Regions from separate parts of the Mustela erminea genome. Here region 1 is linked to region 2. The links are chromatin contacts, called in public Hi-C maps. All regions are on one chromosome and are shown on one strand. The core of a region is the stretch at or near the end of the contact, and the rest is flanking DNA. Distances in the headings are between cores, read along the strand shown. Region 1 holds the start of ENOX2 (ecto-NOX disulfide-thiol exchanger 2). Region 2 holds the start of LOC116582840 (fibrous sheath-interacting protein 2-like).

Region 1 (6,487 bases), core at 1,785-4,284, 350 kb after region 2:
TTTTATGAGACACATCAGAATATATAATTACTAAAACTTAAAATGCTTGTGGAAGTACAACATAACCACCACTGGCAGATATCCTACAGTTTAAAAAACAATGGTCTATGGGAGCACATCCAAATTTCTTTCTTTTTTTAAAAAAAGTATTATTATTATTATTATTATTATTATTATTATTATTATTAAGTAGGCTCCATGCCCAGCATGGAGCCCAAAGCAGGACTTGAACTCACAACCCTGAGATCAAGACCTTAGCTGAGCTTAAGACTCGGATGCTTATCCGACTCAGCCACCCAGGCACCCTGAGCACATCCAAATTTCTTAGCACTGCATTCAGGGTACTTCACAAATGAGCCCCAACCTATTTTTCCATTACAAACCTTCCTTTCCCCAAACAATCTATACCCTAGCCATGCCGAATTCCTAAATATTGAATGGACATGCTTTGCTCTTCTATAGCCACATATCTTTCACAGACTGTTCTTTCTAATCTGGAATGCCTCCTCTCTGCTGCTCTCTGCCTGGAAAACTCATTATCCTTCAAGACCTGTCAGGTCACCTCTTTACAGAAGACTTCTCCCTGACAGTTAGACACTCCTTCCTTTACCCTTCCAATAGCACTTTGTCCCTATCTCTGTTATACTACACATTATCTCAGAATTACGGTCATACACCTCCCCAGATAGACCTAGGGAGAGCTCACATCTCATACTCTGTTGCATCCTGAGCACTGCATGTGAGCAAAGGTCACAAAGGAGACCTAGTGACATAGGAGGTCACTTAAAACAAAAGCTATAATAAAGCCTAAAGTACTGTTCAGGTCCAAATAGCTTACATGTAAGACATGTCTTTTAAAGAGAATTTATCTGATTCAGAAATAGCCATACTGACTATAGTTTTGGCAGACACAATTAGCTACGGCTGCAATAGCAGTTAAGCTAATTCGGTTTTGGCAGTTACTTTACAGCACACACATACTGACATAGAAACTAAAAGTGAATCATTTGGGTTTCTGCCAGGGTGATCAACACAATAATCTTTCCTTACCACAAATGGAAAGTCAAGAACAAAAGTGAACAGTGAGACTAGTAAACCATGGCAGAGAGAGCATGGGCTTTCAAGCCAGCCATCTATACACCCAAACCCCAAATCAACTCCTTACAAGCCATATGACTTTGGGTAAATTGTTTCACTTCTCTGCCTTTTAGCTTTCTCTTCTAGAAAACTGGGAAAAATAGTACCTACTTCGTAAAACTCTTAAGATAATGCAACAAAGTGCTTATGATAGTGCCTGAACATCACATGGGCTCAATAAATAGTGATTATTATTGCCCAGTGAAATGACAATTCAGATAACATGACGTATAAGGACAGCAAACATACTTCTTAAAACAATAAATTTACAGCACCAGGTTTTAAAATGACAGCTGTAGGGTGTAGCTAAGAATAGCCACTAATAAAACATGTATAAGACAAAGTTTTTCTTGGATTTAAATTAAACTCACACCTGGAACATACCACCACACTTCTTTGTGTTCTCCAAGAAATGATCTCAAATCAGGTTCCCCTAGGATGAAAAGAAAAACACACACAAAAATCACCCAATCTTAATTTTTTGTCTTTAGTTTTGCTTGATATAGAATAATATCCAAACTATGTGGATGCTTTAAAGTATCCTGTTATTATGACCCCAGGCTTTCCAACACTATTTCTTTCACAATCTCTCCTTGATGACACCTTTTATTCCAGTCAGGCATACCCATGCCCGCCCTTCACAAAAGTGCTCTCTCTTTAATCTACCCTTCTCAGATACCAGTTCCGGTACCAGAAAGCATTTTCTCTCTCCTCTTTGCCCATTTCAAATCCTCTTTACACCTTTGGAGCTGAAATTTAAAAATCACCTCCTCCACAAAACCTACCAGGACTGGTCTGGAAGACAGAGGACAATGTCAACTCCCAACTCCATCAGTATTACAAATTTTTTGCACGTTTTTGTAATAGTAAAATAATTGATACGGTCTGTTTCGCCGTCTAATTTATTCCGCAGTCAGTATGCCCCCTAAATCATTGTCAGTATCAGTGCTGTATGAGTCCGTACTGGAAAACCCAAAAGCGCTCGGTTTTTAAAAGAGGTCTAACTTGCCTTTGCCTCTCACCAAAGCACTGCACTGAACCTTAACCACATGTTCCTCAAAAGCGAAATTTCTTCTATTACTACTCCCCACCCCTTCTAGAAACTGACGAGAAACCCTTTCCACTCCAAAGATCTGGTCAGGGAAGGGCCAGGTGGCTGGAAGGGCCAATAAAGAGAGGGCGACGATCTTCATCTCACCAGCAAGGAAGCAAAAAGTGAAAATTTGGCAAAAAGTCACTCTCTAGGCGTGGCGAGAATTCCCACGCCCCCAGAGGAAACATCGGGGAGTGTGTGCATTGGGAATGGTGTGTGCCCAAATCTGAAATGTAAACTGAGGGAAGAGAGGAAACTCCTCCCGGTAGTAAAAAGAGTCCAGACGTCGCCTAAGAAGATCCCGGTAGAGAACCCTAACTTCAGATTTCTGAGGTGGCACCGGACGGCAGCGGGGACAGACGATAGCGTTGTAAGGAGAAAAAGCAAGCGGGCGAAGTAGGAAAAGAAGTAAAGAGGGCGCGCTCCCGAGGCTCAAAACTCAAGGAAACTGCCGTGGAAAAACTCAAAAACCCACCCCTGACTCCCAGTCCCGACACCCCCTCCCCGGCAGAGGCGGAGTTGGGCGGAGTTAAACGCTGAAGACAGCGGCCCGGAAGCACCCTCCTCCCTCGCCCCCCTCGGTCCCACAGTCCCCAGCCATAGCCACTCGGGCTTTCTGCCTCTCTGACCTCCAGCTCCCCGGCTACCGAAGGGCTACTTCTTATACAGCCGTGGAAAATCGGGCCGGCGTGACAGCTTCTGAGAGTACGGCGCCCTCGCGGCGCCTCGCGTCAAGCCACGGTCTTCCCAACTCCCCGCCTTGTGCTAGCCGGCTTAGGCCGGACGCTCAGGCCCAGGGCCAGATTCTCACCCACAACTCGGCGGCTTCAGCCTCTCCTATTGGTTACTGGTCACCAGGGAAGCCTGAGGCCCAGTCCCTTGTCCTCATGGGAAATGTAGTTTTAGGCCGCTGGAGGCTGTGCTTCCTGGGGGGGGTCTAGTGTCGGCATTGGCGGAGAGACTCAAGTGAGGACAAAGGATTATGGGAGATGGAGTTGAGGCCCTTCTTTCTGAATACCCACAATTCCTACCACCAGTTGGATCAACACTGAGTTCAGATGAGGGAGGGTATTGTGGGTGTTGTAGTTTGCAATGTAGTGCCCTACAGACTCTCGCTTCTTGGGGTATGGTGATGTGCTTGTGGGGGTTCAAGATTTATTTTACTATTGGTTAAGCTGTTAGCATTTTGGGGGAAGCACTTTATGTCGTGATTTAAAATTCTCATTGAGTTTGGTTGAACGACTTTTAAAACTGTTATTTATGCTCTGATAGACTTAGAATAACTGGTCCTTTAAACCTGTCATAGTGTGTTCTGTGTGAACCATCTGCATTAGAATCACTTCAGAGGTTCTGGGGAAAATGTATACCATGTTTTCAGTAGGGTATCACATTTTTCCTTTGAAGTAGTATCATAAGAGACAGAGCAATGTGATCTAAGCCCACCCAACAGAAGCCCACTTACCCCATAAGGAAACCATGTCGTTGTCACGAAGAACAGTTGCCACTTCACTGGTGTAATGCAACAATTTTAGAACAGATAGAGAGTACAACATGAATAATAAGAAATAAATGTATATTTCTTTAAGAAACTATTGTTTTAGGGGGGCTTTGGTGGCTTAGCTGTTAAACATCTGCCTTCCGCTCAGGTCATGATCCCGGTGTCCTGAGATAGAGACCCCCATCCAGCTCCCTGCTCAGCAGGAAGCCTGCTTCTTCCTCTCCCACTCCTCATGCTTGGGTTCCTGCTTTCGCATGAGTCTCTCTCTCTGTCAAATAAATACATAAAATCTTAAAAAAATAAACTATTGTTTTGGTAAAAGTTGTGCTAAAAGGGGTAGATAAAGAAATAGATGGAGACATCTAGCACTTTCAAGCCATTTAAAAGCTGAGGAAAATGATGGTTTATTAAGGTTGATTTCACTCCTAATTTTTGACTTTTTTTCTTTGTTAGAGATTAATCCTTATAGTTGAAATGATTGTTACAGTTGGGTTACTACAATTTTACTGATCAGGACAACTTTTTGACTCACAAGTGGAATGAATGCAAACAAAGAGGGATTGCATTTTGCTAAGGTAATTGCCTAAAATTATAAAAGAGAAATGAAAAAATAAGAGGACTTAATGGATTGAATAGCTTACTCAGGAAACTGCTTTGTGGAAGGCTCTGGGCTAAGCACTATTGCTACAGAATTAGAAACCAGTCCTTGCCTTTAAGTAGCTCACAGTCTGTAAGAGGAGATGGAGTATACAATGTGAAAAGGCTCTAAAAAAGGTCTGCATAGGGCTCTGCAAGACAATAGAAGTGGCAAAACTCATTCTACTTTTGGAAGAAACCATGCTTGAATGGTGAGATTTGAAGAACTCGTAAGGCATCTGGGGGTAAGGAGGTCAACCATATTTTATACTGAGGAATAAGAATGTGAGAAAGTGCAGAGAACACCTCCCCTTACCTCCCCCCACAAAAAAATTAGATCAGTCAGTAATAGGAGGCTATACCGATGAATTCAAAATTTAACCTGAAAGTAGTAGAGAACTATCACAGGATCTTAAGCAAGGAAATGGTATGATCAGATGGACTTGGTGATAATTTGGATATGGAAAGTAAGGGAAATGATGGAGTGTCTCGGGACTCTCAAGTTCTGATTTGGAAGACAGAGTATGTGGTCATACTGCTCATTTAGATAGGGAACCCAGAAAGAGTAACAAGTTTTGTGAAGGATAGGAGAAATTAAGTTTTGGACACTTAAAATTTGAGGAGTCTGTGGAACATTTGGGTGGAGATAACCAGTGACTGCAAGGAAGTATAGGTCTGAAGCACAGGAGAGAGGTCTGGGTTGGAACTAAACATTTGAGAGACTTCAGTATATAGATGGTAATTAACTAAGCAAATATGGATTAAATTTCACTTAGTGTTTAGAATAATAATTTTTAGAGGACAAAGATTAAGTTTGGAATCCTAGAAAATAACTATATTCAAGGAGTAGGTAGAGGAAGTCAAGCTTCCTTGCTTTCAAAGGGAGCTGAGAAGAAATGGCCACATAGATGAACCAAGAGGAAATAAAGTGTAATTACTAGAATATAACATAGAGAGGTCAAATAAAAGGGAGAAGAGTAGCAAGGAACTACTCGTTTATCCATTCAACAAATATTTTTTTGAGTACCTACAACTTTCCAGGCATAATTCAAGATGTTGGGATTAGAGAAGTGGGGAATAAAACAAGTAACATCCCTTTCCTCTGGAACTTATACTCTAATTGGGGGGGATATATCAATAAATAAGATTAATAATTAAAATACATATCTGTGACAAGTAGTATTTCTGCAAGGCTTATTAGATTGCGTGTGTGTGTGTGTGTGTGTGTGTGTGTGTGTTACACATAGAAAGGTGAGACTCTTGATTGTGGGTAGAAAGTATGCCTGAAAATATATCCAGGAAAAGAAATAACCTGAGTCTAAGAAGATGAATTTGTGAAATAATGGCCCTGGGTATGTTAGTCTGGCAGGATTTATAGATCAATCAGTAGGCCATGGTTAAGGTTTTGTCAAGAGATAATGTAAAGTTCAAGCCATGGTCACAGTTCAGGTTCATAATGTGGAATGCTTTTGGCTTCAGGCTTTGCTTAGGTTAAGGCTTAGTCAGTCTGTTGCTATCTTTACAAGTTGGTGTGGATCCCTTGTTAAAGGACCATGTAACCAAATTTAAGGCTCAGCCTGATATCAACATTAGGCCCCAGAAGTATAGCCATGGTTCAATCTGTGTCCAGGATTAGAGTCTGTTTCTGATTGTTATGAAAGCTCACTTGGAAGCTCTCATTATTCCAGTATGGCCTAGATTATACCTCATTGGGAAGTCAGTATACAAGATTTGGGTTCAAATTTTGGCCAATATGAAGATTTAGTCTATAAGTAGGAAGAGGCTTCATTATAAAACTAATGTCAGAGCTGTCTGGGGGTCAGCCTTAGATGGACTACAATGAGGGATAGGGCTCAGCTCAAGGTTTGACTTTAGTGTTTTGGTCAGTGTCGGAATCACTTGTATTTTTAGGCTTGGAAATCAACAAAGACCAGTGATGGCTCTGCCAGAGGCTGCTGTTCACGATGATCTTGTTGCCTTGGAAAAAGCTAAATAAGAATTTGAATAGGATTTATGATCAGTCTTTTATCAGTTGAAGTGACAATTAGTGTTCACGGTTAAAGTTTTTTCTTGGTCCAGCATTAGACTGAGTCTGTAGTTAGTGTTAAGCTTAATATTCAGTC
Region 2 (6,841 bases), core at 800-3,299:
ACAACTAAAGGTGTAAAATATTAAATCTTACTTTCTTGAGGAGATCCTGCTAAAAGACAAAGATTCCACAAAGTTAGTGTTCAGGGTAGCTGAATGTAGTGCCTGATCATGATCAAATGCATATATTTTGGGGTAATCAATATAATAAAGTACAGAGACAATCAGTATAATTCAGTATAGAAAAATCTGGAAATAAGAAGTAGTTAACAAGTGTAAAACAGGAACAGAATAGAAATATAGCAAATAGAAGATGTTTGAGGGAAAAAAACCCAACAGATTGGGCTACAGTTACAAAGTAGGAAGCAGTGTTATTACTAGTAGTGAAATAGGTTTTGAATATGTTTCAGGAAAGCTAACTTGCGGGAATGTGACTCAGTCAATTTCTGTGAGGTTGGCATTTATTTAGTAGAACACTATGTTTTCAAAAGAGAAACTCTATTATAGTTTTCCAGCAATAAAACCTAAAAAAGTCATATATATCAAACAATTATCAGAAATACCAAGAAGCCCCTATTCATCCTTGATGCTGTGCTAGACAGTGCAAGAGTAAGGAAATTAGAATTATTTCTGTAGAATCTTTTGCTATTGTGATCAAAACACATTCTCAACTAGAAAGTTCTGAACCTCCTTCAGGCTTGGCCTAAATTCTGGACAGAGCACAGGGTGTTAGGCAGAGGACTTAAAATGTGTAACAATATGAGTGCGGCACACTGCATCACTAACAGTGCTGATTCAGTGCTGAGTAAGATAGTGCAGACCAACGCCATGTAAATTCTATGGAAAGATGAGAGTTGGGTGTTGTAACACTTGGGAAAGGCTTTGTATAGTAGCTCTTAAAGGGTGGCTCAGACTGAAGGTCAGAAAGGAGAGAAGAGTGCCTACCAAGTTGTGGGAGCCTGGTGGACAAAGGCACTGATGTAAGAATTAGCAACGTAAGTGTAGGTAGGCAGAGAAGACCCCGCTCAATCTTTGGGAACTGAAGCTCTGGGCTGGAGATAAGGCTGAACTGGATGGCTGAGGCAGATCATGGGGTCTTCCATCATTGAAGTGAAGCTCAGGCACTAATCACTTCAATTCATTTAACTTAACTGGGTGTGTTAAGTGGAAGTTGACTCAAAGCGAAATCATAGCAGTGTTTCAAGTTTAATAGCGAGCTATTGAAAAGGGTAAAGAAAATCACTTAAGCACTATTAAAACTCAGTTTACCTTTTCATTTATATTTGTAGTATAGAATATATTGTTGCTTCCTGGGATAATAGGCAGCTTGACCCCAAGAGGGAGATCCAATAGATTAGCTGCTCCGACCTCTGGAATGTCTTTTTTGCGCGAGCCCTGTCAGGTACAGTGAGAAGGTCTGGCTATTTTTAAGAACTGTTCTTTTAGTTTACACCAATCTATTCACATTAAAATGGGCTAATACCTCCAAGGACACCAAAGAATTGTACACTCAGGATTGAAAGAGCCCGCCCTGCTGACAACCCGGAAGGCCTCCCAGCTTCCCCCGGTTACCAGCCAATCTCTTGGCCGCGGCCGCTCTCGCTACTGGCTGCGGGCCCTGGGAGTCTGAAGCGGAGCGGTCAAGCACCCGCCCCTTTCCCCCACACCTCGCTCTGCTGAGGTCTCCGCCCCTTCCGTCCGCCCGCCTTCCCGAGACCCCGCCCAGGAGCCAGGAGGAGGGTGACTACCGATTCGCCGCCACTCGCGGTGTCGCAGTGCTCTCTGGCGCGTGTTAGGCTGCTGGCCGCCGCCTTAGTGGCAGCGGCTTCAGCAGCCTTGTAGCAGTTGCTGAGGTACAGATCCATGGCCGTCGGTCAGCCCCCAGGGTGCCGGGAGCTGGGGCTGCAAGCCGTCTTCGTTTCTCTTCTTAACTCACACCTTTCCGGCTCTACGCTCTGATCAAGTTTTGGGCAACCCAGAAGGTGGTCGCCAGGGTAACGCGTCCCCTAAGCCACGCCCCCCACTGTGCGGTGCTCCGTCCTGGCGGTCTTACGTCCTCAACGCGCAGAGGCCTCTGGGAGGAGAAAGGGATGGCGGACTACTGGCGGCTGGAGCTGCGCCCCACCCACCTTTGGCGCATGCGCAGTTCTAAGAGCCTCAGAGTTTGGGGAAGGTCCAAAGGTGTGGTGCGAGAGCGCGCGGTGGAGATTAGGTTTCTTTCTGAGAGCAACACCCTTCCTTTGAAGATTTTAATTCTTTGTCAGAGAGAGGCAGAGTACAAGCAGGGGACATTAGCAGGCAGAGGGAGAAGCAGGCTCCATGCTGAGCAAGGCGCCCCACGGGGTACTCCATCTCAGGACCCTGGGATCAGGACCTGTGCCAAAGGTCGACATTTCACCGACTGAGCCGCCCAGGCGTTCCAACACCCCTTATATATACTAAACCGGAATGTACTAACTTTTGTCAGTGGGTAGCTGGCTGTAATTCTTAAAATTCATCCTGGCCCCCCAACAAGCTATGTGATTCTGCTCAATACACGTCCACCAGTAATTGTGTAGTTTGTCCTAGGGCCAGAGGCCTGACTTTCCACATCAGAGGACTTTATAGACACCATGACCTCTCTTTCCCTAGGTATACTCTCTCCAGTTTCCACATAGGACACAATAACTTTTTTAGGGCTCAATGCTTTCTTCCCTTGTCTTCCCTCTTCCTGTCTTGGCCTCTTCCTCTCTCTGGCCTGCTCTCCCTCCCTTTCTCCCCCTTTCTCCTATTTCTTTCTACCTTCTCATTAGCTTAGCCAACATTTCTTGAGTGCCTGCCCTATGCCAGACACTGTGCTGGGTGCTGAGGATACAACAGTGAGTAAAACATTCCCTGCTGCCTAGGAGTTCACCAGATGGTAAATACATTCAGGGCTGGTGTGTCAAGAGTTTGTACTTTGTCTCCATGTCTTTTTATTATGATAAAAAAAACCAGGCAAAACATAAAATTCACCATCTTAATCATTTTAACTGTACTGCTCAGTACATTGACATTGTGCAACAAATCTCCAGAAGTCTTTCATTTTTAGGTAGGCAGAGAAGACCCCGCTCAATCTGAACTGAAATTCTATACCCATTAAACAAATCTCCTTTCTTCCCTTCCCCCCAGGCCCTGGTAACCCTTTCTGTTTCAATGAATTTGACTATTTCAGATACCTTATATAAGTGGTATAAGTGAAATCACATGCTGTTTGTCTTTTTGTGATTAGCTTATTTCACTTAGCATAATGTCCTCCAGGTTTATTCATGTTGTACCGTATGGTATGATTTTTTTTTCCTTTTTAAGACTGAATAATATTACATTGTATGTATACACCACATTTTCTTTATTCATTCAACCATCAATGAACATTTATGTTGCTTCCACCTCTTGGCTATTGTGACTAGTGCTGCCATGAACATGGGTGTACAGATGTCTCTTTGAGAACCTACTTCAAAGTTTTCTTAACTATATACTCAGAAGTGGAATTGCTGAATCATGTAATAATTCTATTTCTAATTTTTTGAGGAATCTCTGTATTGTTTTCCATAGTGGTTGCACCATTTTACAGTCTCACCAGCAGTACACAAGTGTTCTAATTTCTTCATGTCTTCACTATTATTTTCTGTTCTTTTATTTTTTCTCATTTTTTAGACAGTGGCTCTCTTATTGGGGTGAGGTGATAGCTCATTGTGGTTCTGATTTGCATTTCTCTGATGATTAGTGAGCAGCTTTTCATATGCTTGTTGGCCATTTTTTATCTCCATATGTTTGGTCTACTTCTTTGTTTTCTTGGGCATTTAGTAACGATAACTACCATTTACTGAGAATTTACTAATTTCAGGTGCTATGCTAAACACTCTTTTAATCCTTACAACACCTCATCTGTGTTTGCTCCATCTCTATAGATGAAGACATTGCTTACAATGGTAATGGCTATTATGTGATAGAACTGAGATTTGAATCCAATTTAACTGACTCCAAAAGCTGTGTTTTCTCTCTCTCTTTTATTTTGGGACACAGTAATCAAAAAACTCTCAACAAACAAAAGTCCAGGACCAAGTGGCTTCAGAGGTGAATTCTACTGAACTGGTTCAATTTCATTGCTAGTAATAAGTCTGTTCAAATTTTCTATTTTTTTTCCTGATTCCATTTGGAAGGTTTTGTGTTTCTAGGAATTTATTTCTTCTAGGTTGGTTAATTTTTGGCATATAGTATTTCATGAAATTCTCTTATAATCCTTTGTATTTCCTTGGTGTCTGTTGTTATTTCTCCTCCTTCATTTCTGATTTTATTTATTTGTGTCCTTTCTCTGATGAATCTGACTAAAGTTTTATCAATTTTGTTGATTTTTTCATAGAATCAGCTTTGGGTTTCGATGATCTGTTCTACTTTTTTTAGGTCTCTATATCATTTATTTCTGATCTAATTTTCATTATTTCTTCCTTCCATTGACTTTGGGATTTTTTTCCTTCTCTTTCTAGGTTAAATTGAGATTTTTCTTGCTTCTTTAGATAGATTGTATTGCTATAATAGTCCCTCTTAGAATAGCTTTTGCTGCATCCCAAAGATTTTGGACTGTTATAGTTTCATTTTCATTTGTCTCCATGTATTCTTTTACTTTTTGATTTCTTGGATGACCTATTTATTGTTTAGTAGCATGTCATTTAACCTCCATGTGTTTGTGTTTTCCTAGATTTTTTTTTGTTGGTGTTAATTTCTAGTTTTATACCCTCGTGGTTGGAAAAGATGCACAATATAATTTCAGTCTTTTTGAATTTGTTGAGGCTTGTTTGGGCTTAACCTGTGATCTATTCTGGAGAATGTTCCATGTGCACCTGAAAAGAAGGTGGGTTCTGCTGGTTTTGGATGGAATGTTCTGAATATATCTGTTAAATCCATCTGGCCCAGTGTGTCATGCAAAGTCACTATTTCCTTGTTGATTTTCTGTCTGGACTTCATTTATGTCTGTTAATAGTTGTTTTATGTATTTGAGTGCTCCCCTGTTGGCTGCATCAATATTGACAATTGTTATATAGTCTTGTTGCAATGTTCCCTTTATGGTTATGTAGTGTCATTGTTTGTCTCTTGTTACAGTCTATTTTAGTCTATTTTGTCTAATATAGATATTGCTACCCCAGCTTTCTTTTCACTTCCATTTTGATGGTAAATGCTTTCCCATTCTTTCACTTTCAACCTGCATGCGTCTTTAGGTCTGAAATGAATCTCCAATAGGCAGCATATAGATGGTTCTCATCTTTTTATCTATTTAGCCACTTATGTCTTTTGATAGCATTTAGTCTATTTCCAATTGAAGTAAGTATTAACAGGTGTGTACTCATTGTTGATTTGTTACTTGTTTTATGATTGTTTTTGTAGTTCTTCTCTATTCCTTTCTTTTCTGACTCTCTTCCCTTGTGGTTTGATGACTTTATTTAGCAATATGCTTCGATTCCTTCCTCTTTATTTTTGCATATCTATTACTGGTTTCTTGCTTTGTCGTTATGACAAATTCCTTACCAATGACATATTCCTTACCAATATGTTGACATATAACATCCTATGCATAGGAGTGCCTGGGTGGCTCAGTCAGTTAAGCATTGGCCTTTGGCTCAGGTTGTGATCACGGGGTGATGGGATTGAGCCCCATGTTGGACTCCTTGTTTGGAGGGGAGTCTGCTTCTCCATCTCCTTCTGCCTGCTGCTCCCCCTGCTTGTGCTCTCTCTCTGTGTCAAATAAATAAATAAAAATCTTTTTTAAAAAGTCCTATGCATATAGCTATCTATATAAGTTGGTGGTTGCTTAAGTTTGAACCCCTTCTAAAGGGACTACATTTTTACTATCCCTATGTTTTATGTATATGATGTCCTACTTTACATCCTTTTATTTTGTGAATCTCTTGACTGATTTTTATGGATATAATTGATTCTGCTGCTTTTGTGCTTTAACCTTCATACTGGTTTTATAAGTGATTAATCTATTACTTTTATTATGTTCCTATATACCTGTGAGATTTTTTTCCCTTTCCTAATTTTCTTACTCCTGATTATGGCCTTTTCTTTCCACTCAAAGAATTCTCTTTAACATTTCTTATAAGGCTGGTTTAGTGGTGTTGAACTCCTTTAGTTTTTTTTTTTTAAGATTTTATTTATTTATTTGACAGAGATGACAAGTAGACAGAGAGGCAGGCAGAGAGAGAGAGAGAGAGAGAGAGAGAGAGAGAGAGGAGGAAGCAGGCTCCCTGCTGAGCAGAGAGTCGGACATGAGGCTCGATCCCAGGACCCTGAGATCATGATCTGAGCCGAAGGCAGTGGCTTAACCCACTGAGCCACCCAGGCACCCGAACTCCTTTAGTTTTTATTTAGCAAACTATGTCTCATTCTATTCTGAATGATAGTATTGCTTGATAGAGTATTCTTGGTTGCAGGTTTTTTCCCTCTCAGCACTTTGAATATAGCATGCCACTTTCTTCTGGCCTGCAAAATTTCAGCCAAAAAAATCAGTTGATAGTCTTTTGGGATTTCCCTTGTATGTAATTTTTTCCCCTTGCTGCCTTTAAAATTCTTTCTTTATCATCACTTTTTGCCATTTTAATTATTATGTGTCTTGGTGCGGACCTCTTTGGGTTGCTTTTGCTGGGGGCTTCCTTTACCTCCTGGTTTTGGATGTTTATTTCCTTCCCCAGATTACAGAAATTTTCAGCTATTATTTCTTCAAATAAATTTTCTGTTCTCTTTTCTGTCTTCCTTCTGGGATCCTTATAATGTGAATGTTATAATGTTTGATGATGTTGCTGAGTTCCCTTAACCTATACTCATTTTTTATTATTCTTTTTACATTTTGCTGCTTAGCTTGTTTGCTATTATTTTGTCTTTCAGCTTG

What was found. A called contact is a pair of places that touch in the nucleus more often than the background predicts.
Region 1: a Hi-C map of spleen shows a contact between it and region 2, with 11 times the contacts expected there. The contact joins the promoter of ENOX2 here to the promoter of LOC116582840 in region 2. A contact is called at or near these places in 2 of 3 Hi-C or Micro-C datasets (skeletal muscle and spleen).

The regions. Positions count from the first base shown.
Region 1 is chrX:110,219,539-110,226,025 of mMusErm1.Pri, forward strand. It overlaps ENOX2 (ecto-NOX disulfide-thiol exchanger 2), which reads right to left and starts at 3,035. Exons shown (of 14, transcript XM_032329524.1): 1 at 2,860-3,035; 2 at 1,522-1,570.
Region 2 is chrX:109,866,135-109,872,975 of mMusErm1.Pri, forward strand. It overlaps LOC116582840 (fibrous sheath-interacting protein 2-like), which reads right to left and starts at 2,050. Exons shown (of 23, transcript XM_032330633.1): 1 at 1,686-2,050; 2 at 1,207-1,332. The coding sequence starts at 1,802.